Regions from separate parts of the Bombyx mori genome. Here region 1 is linked to region 2. A link is a contact called in public Hi-C data. All regions are on one chromosome and are shown on one strand. The core of a region is the stretch at or near the end of the contact, and the rest is flanking DNA. Distances in the headings are between cores, read along the strand shown.

Region 1 (3,261 bases), core at 498-2,997, 35 kb after region 2:
GGAAGTACCTGCAACTGGTAGGTATGTATGTTCATCCCAATATTTACAGTTAAGCAATTAATTATTATTTTATAAGAATAAAGACAATATGTCTTACCTTGTCAAGTTTGTTGAATAGATCCTGCTTTATGTCCAGCTTTTCAACAATGGCTTCGACAATCAAATCCGCATTCACACTGTCTTCAACTTTCGTGGATATTTTGATCCTGTCCAGGGATTCTTTGACGAAGCCTTCAATTTTACCTGGATCATCTTTGTACAGTTTCTTGGCTACCCTGCCTAAGTTGGCTTGGATACTTTTCTGGGCTTTATTGAGTATTTCCGGCTCTAAATCTACTATGGTCACATTCTGGCCAGCCTGCGCTGTTACCTTCAGAAAAGAGTAGTTATGAGAACAAACAGTACAATGAAGTTACTAGCTTTATATAACTATTGTGAGACTTCATTGAAGATGTGTTTACGCTTAAAACAGGGTTTTTTTTTAAATATTTTTTTATGTTGATTTTCACATTTTGGCATGTGAAAGATTTTTGTTTACCTAGTTAAGTTCAGATCAAAATTGAAATAATTTCATTTGTCATTAATAAATATAAAATTTTATCAATTAATTTATTTGTTCTAATAATTAAAACATGATTTAAAATTGAAAGTTAATAAGCTAAATTGAAAGCTACCTTTTCAATAATCAGGTGGAAAAGAAGAAAGAAAACTCTTTATTATCATTTGAAAGATACTTTCAACAAAATTGTTATGAAGAAGATATTTTGAGTGGGTTTTGATCAAAGATTCTCAGGATATGCTGTTCAGAAAAACAAAACAAGACAAAAAAGATACAACATTGAAGTCTCAATTACTTTAGGCACTCTCTCTGGTACTTTCTAAGCGGTTGCTAGTTGGCTAATTTAGGCCACATAATGAAATGCAGTCATGGGAGTTTACAACTGGTTGTACAGTTCTTAAGATAGGAGTAAAGGAGTTAGATACAAAAATAGGCAAATATACTGCTACACCGGACGAATGAAAACAAAGTAGTAATTTCAGTTAGATTCATGGCTGGATAGATTTATACTGAGGATTCTTATTTCAATAAAAACATTTCCTCAGTTTTGTGTTGTACTAACACTTTTTCATTTTATGTTATTACTTTTAAGATATTAACTTTAATGAATACATAAACATACAGATTCTCTTTATTTTTTGTTTTGAGATTCTCAAGAGAATGACATGTCACTTTTTAACTTTACAATGATGAAGAAAATTTATCGAGGAGTGAACTGTTATTTACAAAATCTTCCGTTTGATTTACTATGTTGATAATTAGATTAATTTGCATTTTGAATCATGCACTATAAAATTTCCGAAATACTTTATAAGCTTTTTAGGTTACCTCATTATTTAATTTGAATTATGATGAAACACCAAACATTAAACCTGCGTAAAATTTCTGAAATCTTGAAGCGAGTATTAATTAAAGAAAATTTAAACCACATATAGACCAAATTAACTTTAAAAAATCTACATCACTTACCTGAGCGATTCCTGAGCCCATAAGGCCCCCGCCGATCACTGTAACTGTTTTAATCGCATTCTGAGAAGTAGAAATCGAAAATTTCCGAGTCAAAACGAAAATTTTATTCATCTTCAATTTCTTCTTATCGTTTCTAAAGCCGGCCGGTAAATGACGTGTACAGGTGCAAAAATACTAACTTCCCACTCAAGTTGAATTAACATAAATCAGCAGTAAAGCAAGTACAAAGTCCATATATGTTGATAAACATACGATAATATTGTTATCATTTGGTAACTCTTAGGTATTATGGACTTACCTGTCATAGATACGTTCTTTTTTTAATACTGGCGGTGTAAAACTCATTTTTTTTTCAATATGTAAAATGACGATCTTTATTTAAAATGCAAACCACCTCTGATTCCTTTTGTAATTAATATTCTATAATATCCGCAAAGTTATGGAAATTTTGTCATAACAATTGTCATTTATAATCATTTACTAACGTCACAAACATATGATTTAACAACGTTCGAAAACGTTAGAAAAGTGTTTTTTTTTTTAAAGTATGGATTCAAAGCATTATTGTGAACTTTTCAAATCAATTTTTATATTTAAAATTTTTCCTCACAATATGTACTATAGTCGGATTTTTTATTAGACGAAGTAAACTGACGTTTACTGTGTTGTCAGTTTTTGATGAAATAAAAATAGTGTTGTGACAAAGTGAACGATTGAAAAAACTCCTGAATTAATGAAATTGCCTCGATTGTCTAGTGAATAGTTAGTGTGCCGAACTGCTGATATCGGGCACGGGGTTCGAATTTTAGCCGTGCTTTGTACATACCAACGAGTTTTCGACGAAACATTATGTTCCTATGGTATCTACCTGTACTGAATACCGAGTGTTTTAAACATTAAGAAAAACATTGCGAGGAAGCTTGTAAGACTGTCCTATTTCCAATGCATCATATAGTTGAAACTATAGATGTATAAAATATAACAATTATAGGTACAGAGGTAATGAAAATAAAAAAAACGGATTGTAGTTACATACTACTAGTAACATATTATTATATTGGATCACTTTAATACAATTTTATTGTAAAATATAAATAATATTCTTTTATAGTTTGAAATTAATGATTAACTCTTCACACTCATTGTTCATTTATGTGATTGAACGAGAACTGAACGCATCACTATTACTTTAAATATAGCAACATTATTTCACAAAGTGACATTAGCTACTGTCAGCTGGCTTCGTCTAATTAAAAATCCGACTATACGTTCAGTGTAAAGTTAACTCTCAAATGAATTTAGTTTGGGTTTTTCTCTCTCTTTCTAATCGATTTTTGTATTCGACGATGTCGTTCATTTTGCTTTTATAGATTCAATCATTCAATCACTCCAGTTATACCATTTGTTCAAACATTCCAAACCAAACTATTTACTTAAATTTTACGTTATATCGTCAAAAGATAAAAACAAAACTAAGTCCGGATAATTTCACATATCCATCCATACTTCATTACTTGATACGGTACTATTTTAAGTTATTTTACCACTGGATATTTTTAAAAGCACTAGATAGGAAGACGAGCCTAAAGTCTGTCTGTATGAAAGTAAAGAGATACAAGCGATTGTCCTGTGCAATAAATATGAGGCACTACGTAATGTACCGTCCGATTAGTCTCCTCCCAGCGATAGGCAAAATTTACGAACGACTCCTTCGGAAACGCCTCTGGGACTTA
Region 2 (3,475 bases), core at 478-2,977:
GCGGGACAGTCGACCTCATGTCTCAAGGTGAGTGGCGACGTTCACATCGTCTATGGACTCCGGTAACGAAGGCAGCCGGCAGTAGCTCCCCGCTCGTGTTGCGTGTCCATTGCGGGCTATGCAGAGAACTTTACTCGGCGTAATGAATAGCGAACAGCGGCGTCACGTAACGGCTGGCCGTTTCATCCCCCAGATACGCAGAGGTCCACGGCTGCGCTTACGACTACAAGGCGCGGCCCCACCCCGGCCTCGGCACCGCGCTGCTCGCGCCCAAGCTGCCCAAGATATAGTACAGTCCAGCTCTACATACCGACGGTCCAATTTTTAGTCTTACGCATATTGATAGTTCGAAAGTTTAGGTTCGCTGCGGCCGTGTCGCCGGAGAGTGACGCGAGACGATAGCCGAAGCTGACAACGGAACAATAGATAATTGTTATCTATATTGTAATTTCGTTTTTACACAACAATATACTGTAAATCTAAATGAATTAAGATTCAAATTTCAATAACACTTAGATTTTTCATTGTTCAAAGAATTTTCAGTTTAAAATAAAAGTGTAATCCTTTTTTACACCATTAAAAAAAATATAGCCTCCTCTTTTTGGGACACCTTTGTTAAATTTATTATATAATCTGTGAAATATTTTTTTTTTAAATTACGAACTACTCGTTGGTACCTACGCCGTGAAGGAATCCACAATGAGACTTCCGCTTTCGAATTTCGAAATTCGAAACCACGTCCGTCCCGCTCTCGCACGTGGCGCTGACACTCAGCGAGAGAGAGCAGGACGCACGATATTTTTATTACGCATTTGTAATGAAGCGTTTTAGCTAAATGCTTAAAAGATTATATAGACTAGGAGTTGAGACCGTCCTTTGTAACGTTATGTAGATGTGACGTGATACTGACGTCACATGAATATTGTTTCGGGGCGAGTATTGCGAAACTTGTCCGTTGAAATATCTATATGCAATTTTCATTAACAGTGCTGTCTGTTTGTTGTGTAACAAGATGAGGTATTTGATATTTTTGAAGGATATCTGCCGCCTGTTACACCAATCAATTGGATTTATTTCGACCTCAAGTTCGACCACTCGCACCTCAAGCAAGGTTCACGTTTCGTCTATATCGCTCTATATACAATTTTACGAAGAAAAAATAATCGTATGTTATTGATGAATGTTATTAGAAATCGTTTTTTTTATGATAAAAATCGATTTTTGTAATAAAAATGTAAAAAAAAAAATTCGCACGTCTCGATAGAAAAATTCACGGTTTTCTCGGTGTTGTTAATGATTTTTTTAACTTTTTTTTTTCGTGTTAAATTTCTAAATGATTAATTCATACACGATGATAAGAAGATTATACTAATACTATTATTATTATAATTATAATTGTAAATATGAAATGGTTATTGTGCGTTGTATGCGGGGAATGAGATTATCCAAAACAGAACGAAGTATTTTTGCGTGGTTCTGTTTTGCTTAAACACATTTTTCTTTTGTGATAAAATTGTTATATATGCAAAAAAAATTTTTTTTTGAGAACTAGAATTGGATTTTGTAATGTTTTTTTTTTTGTGCCGGATTCGCTTGTTATTATTTTGAGCTCGTGTGAATGAGACAGGTATGGTCTGACCAAATTGGAGACATTGTGTACTGTGTTATGATAGTCGAAATACTAACGTCGTTTTAAATCGCGAGCCCGCACGGCCGGGCACCACCGTCCTGCCTGTTTCTGCATCTGCGTCAGACGGTTCTACTCTACGGACCGGAACACTAGCACCGACCCGGTCAGTCCTGAAGGATATCCAACAAGTTCCTGATAAATAGACTTATAAAGATTTAGAGCCGTCCGTTTCTTGCGTGCGTATACACGATGCCGGAGATGTTCACGTACACCAACGGAATTTCGCTGTATACCATGAGGTCGAAGTCTCAATGGCTTTGCAGTGTTGCAACGAACGCGTGTATGCTCCACGACGCCGCGCTTGGGGCAGCTCGTGCGCGGGAGGTGGTGGGGAGGGTTGGGGGAGGGGCGTATTAACTCCTCGAGACACGACCGGCCTCTATATAAATGTGATAATGTTATGAAATAAAATACGATTAAAAATGCTATTTAAATAATATTATGCCATTTGTGTGTGTTTCTTTTTTTTTTGTAATTAAAAATATTTGAAAGGAAAAAAAAATTAATAAAAAAATTAACTTTGCACGGATTATTATTAATACGTAAAAATAATGCAATAATATTTACGTAAACCTCGAAAGAAAAATCAATCATTAATATTATTTTGTAACTATAATGATACGTGGAATTTTGTTTTGCAAATTAGAGCAGTTAAAGTCAGTTTTTCATTTGAGGATGACATAGAGAGCTATTAGGCGCTATTCGACAATACGACCAGGACCTCCAAGGGAAAACGTCGTGATTTTGTGTTAGCTAGATGTTTTTTTTTTATAACGCCATCTTGTTCTGTCTTTAAAGCGATTAGTTGCACTCAATTAAGAAAAAATAGTATTATTATTCGCCAATAGATGTCGGGAAGAGTTGATTATTGAAAACACGAATAAAACAAAATTTTCTGAAAATAAATCGTAGCTAGATCGTTTTATCGAAATCCCCTGTATACTAAATTTTATGAAAATCGTTGGAGCCGTTTTCGAGATTCAGATTATATATATATATATGTACAAGAATTGCTCGTTTAAAGGTATAAGATCAAATAAATTCGTCACGCGGTACATACAGAATTCATTTATCTACTTTGAGCTCTGATCCCGGCAGCCTCTTCATAGCATCCAAGCAGCCTTTCTCATATACAACATGAAAGAACATGATAATGATTCGTCGCTGGTGGGTGAGCTCCGAACCTCATCCTGGGAGTGCTTGCTAAAGTTAACAGTCACACAAAATCATTACCTTGGTAACATATAAAATTGTCAATGGCTGGCAATGTTGTTGAGGAGCTTAAATTTGAATAAGGGAAAAATTTTGTTTCAATAAAAGTTTTATATGAGAGTTGTCTGTCTTAACAAATTGGATAAAAAATAAGGGAATTGATGAGTATTTGATCTTAGCAAATAAAGCAACGGATGATTCAAGATTTCAACCGCGTTTTTATTGTAATTATACGAAATTTTGCCGACTTCGATTCTCTCAAAAGGGGTGAAATTCGCGTATGTATAAACATTGGTGTGAATACGCAATAAATGTAGACACTCGTGGGTTTTATAGTTACAAGCCGGCAGAGGGCATTGCTACTACGAAACTATCTATGTAGTCTGTGCTATAAATTCGAATTATGCCGGAATTTCTCTCGACTATCAAACTGAAGCTGACGACTGTCTAAGGGTGCCTGTCAACTGGAGCGGAGCGAGGCAGCGGAGTGGAGAAACAGAGAAATATTAACCAATCTCCTCCTCCGTACGTCGTGTTCCTCAGTGCTGAGGATCGTAACCTTTACAGAATACA

What was found. A called contact is a pair of places that touch in the nucleus more often than the background predicts.
Region 1: a contact with region 2 is called in a Hi-C map of middle silk gland, with 2.1 times the contacts expected there. The contact joins the promoter of LOC732951 here to the enhancer-like site in region 2. A contact is called at or near these places in 2 of 7 Hi-C or Micro-C datasets (middle silk gland and midgut).

The regions. Positions count from the first base shown.
Region 1 is chr3:1,343,303-1,346,563 of ASM3026992v2, forward strand. LOC732951 (3-hydroxyacyl-CoA dehydrogenase) reads right to left here and starts at 1,748. Exons shown (of 5, transcript NM_001046949.1): 1 at 1,529-1,748; 2 at 98-370. The coding sequence starts at 1,639. It overlaps LOC101740910 (inositol polyphosphate multikinase), which reads right to left and starts at 2,214. Exons shown (of 6, transcript XM_004923894.5): 1 at 1,827-2,214.
Region 2 is chr3:1,308,139-1,311,613 of ASM3026992v2, forward strand. It overlaps LOC101740771 (AN1-type zinc finger protein 4), which reads left to right. Exons shown (of 7, transcript XM_004923893.5): 7 at 194-3,475. The coding sequence ends at 290. Among protein-coding and RNA genes, the nearest start is that of LOC101740771, 17 kb to the left of the region's middle. Within about 2 kb of position 1,728, at least 5 of the 8 cell types and tissues checked have open chromatin away from gene starts, as enhancers often do.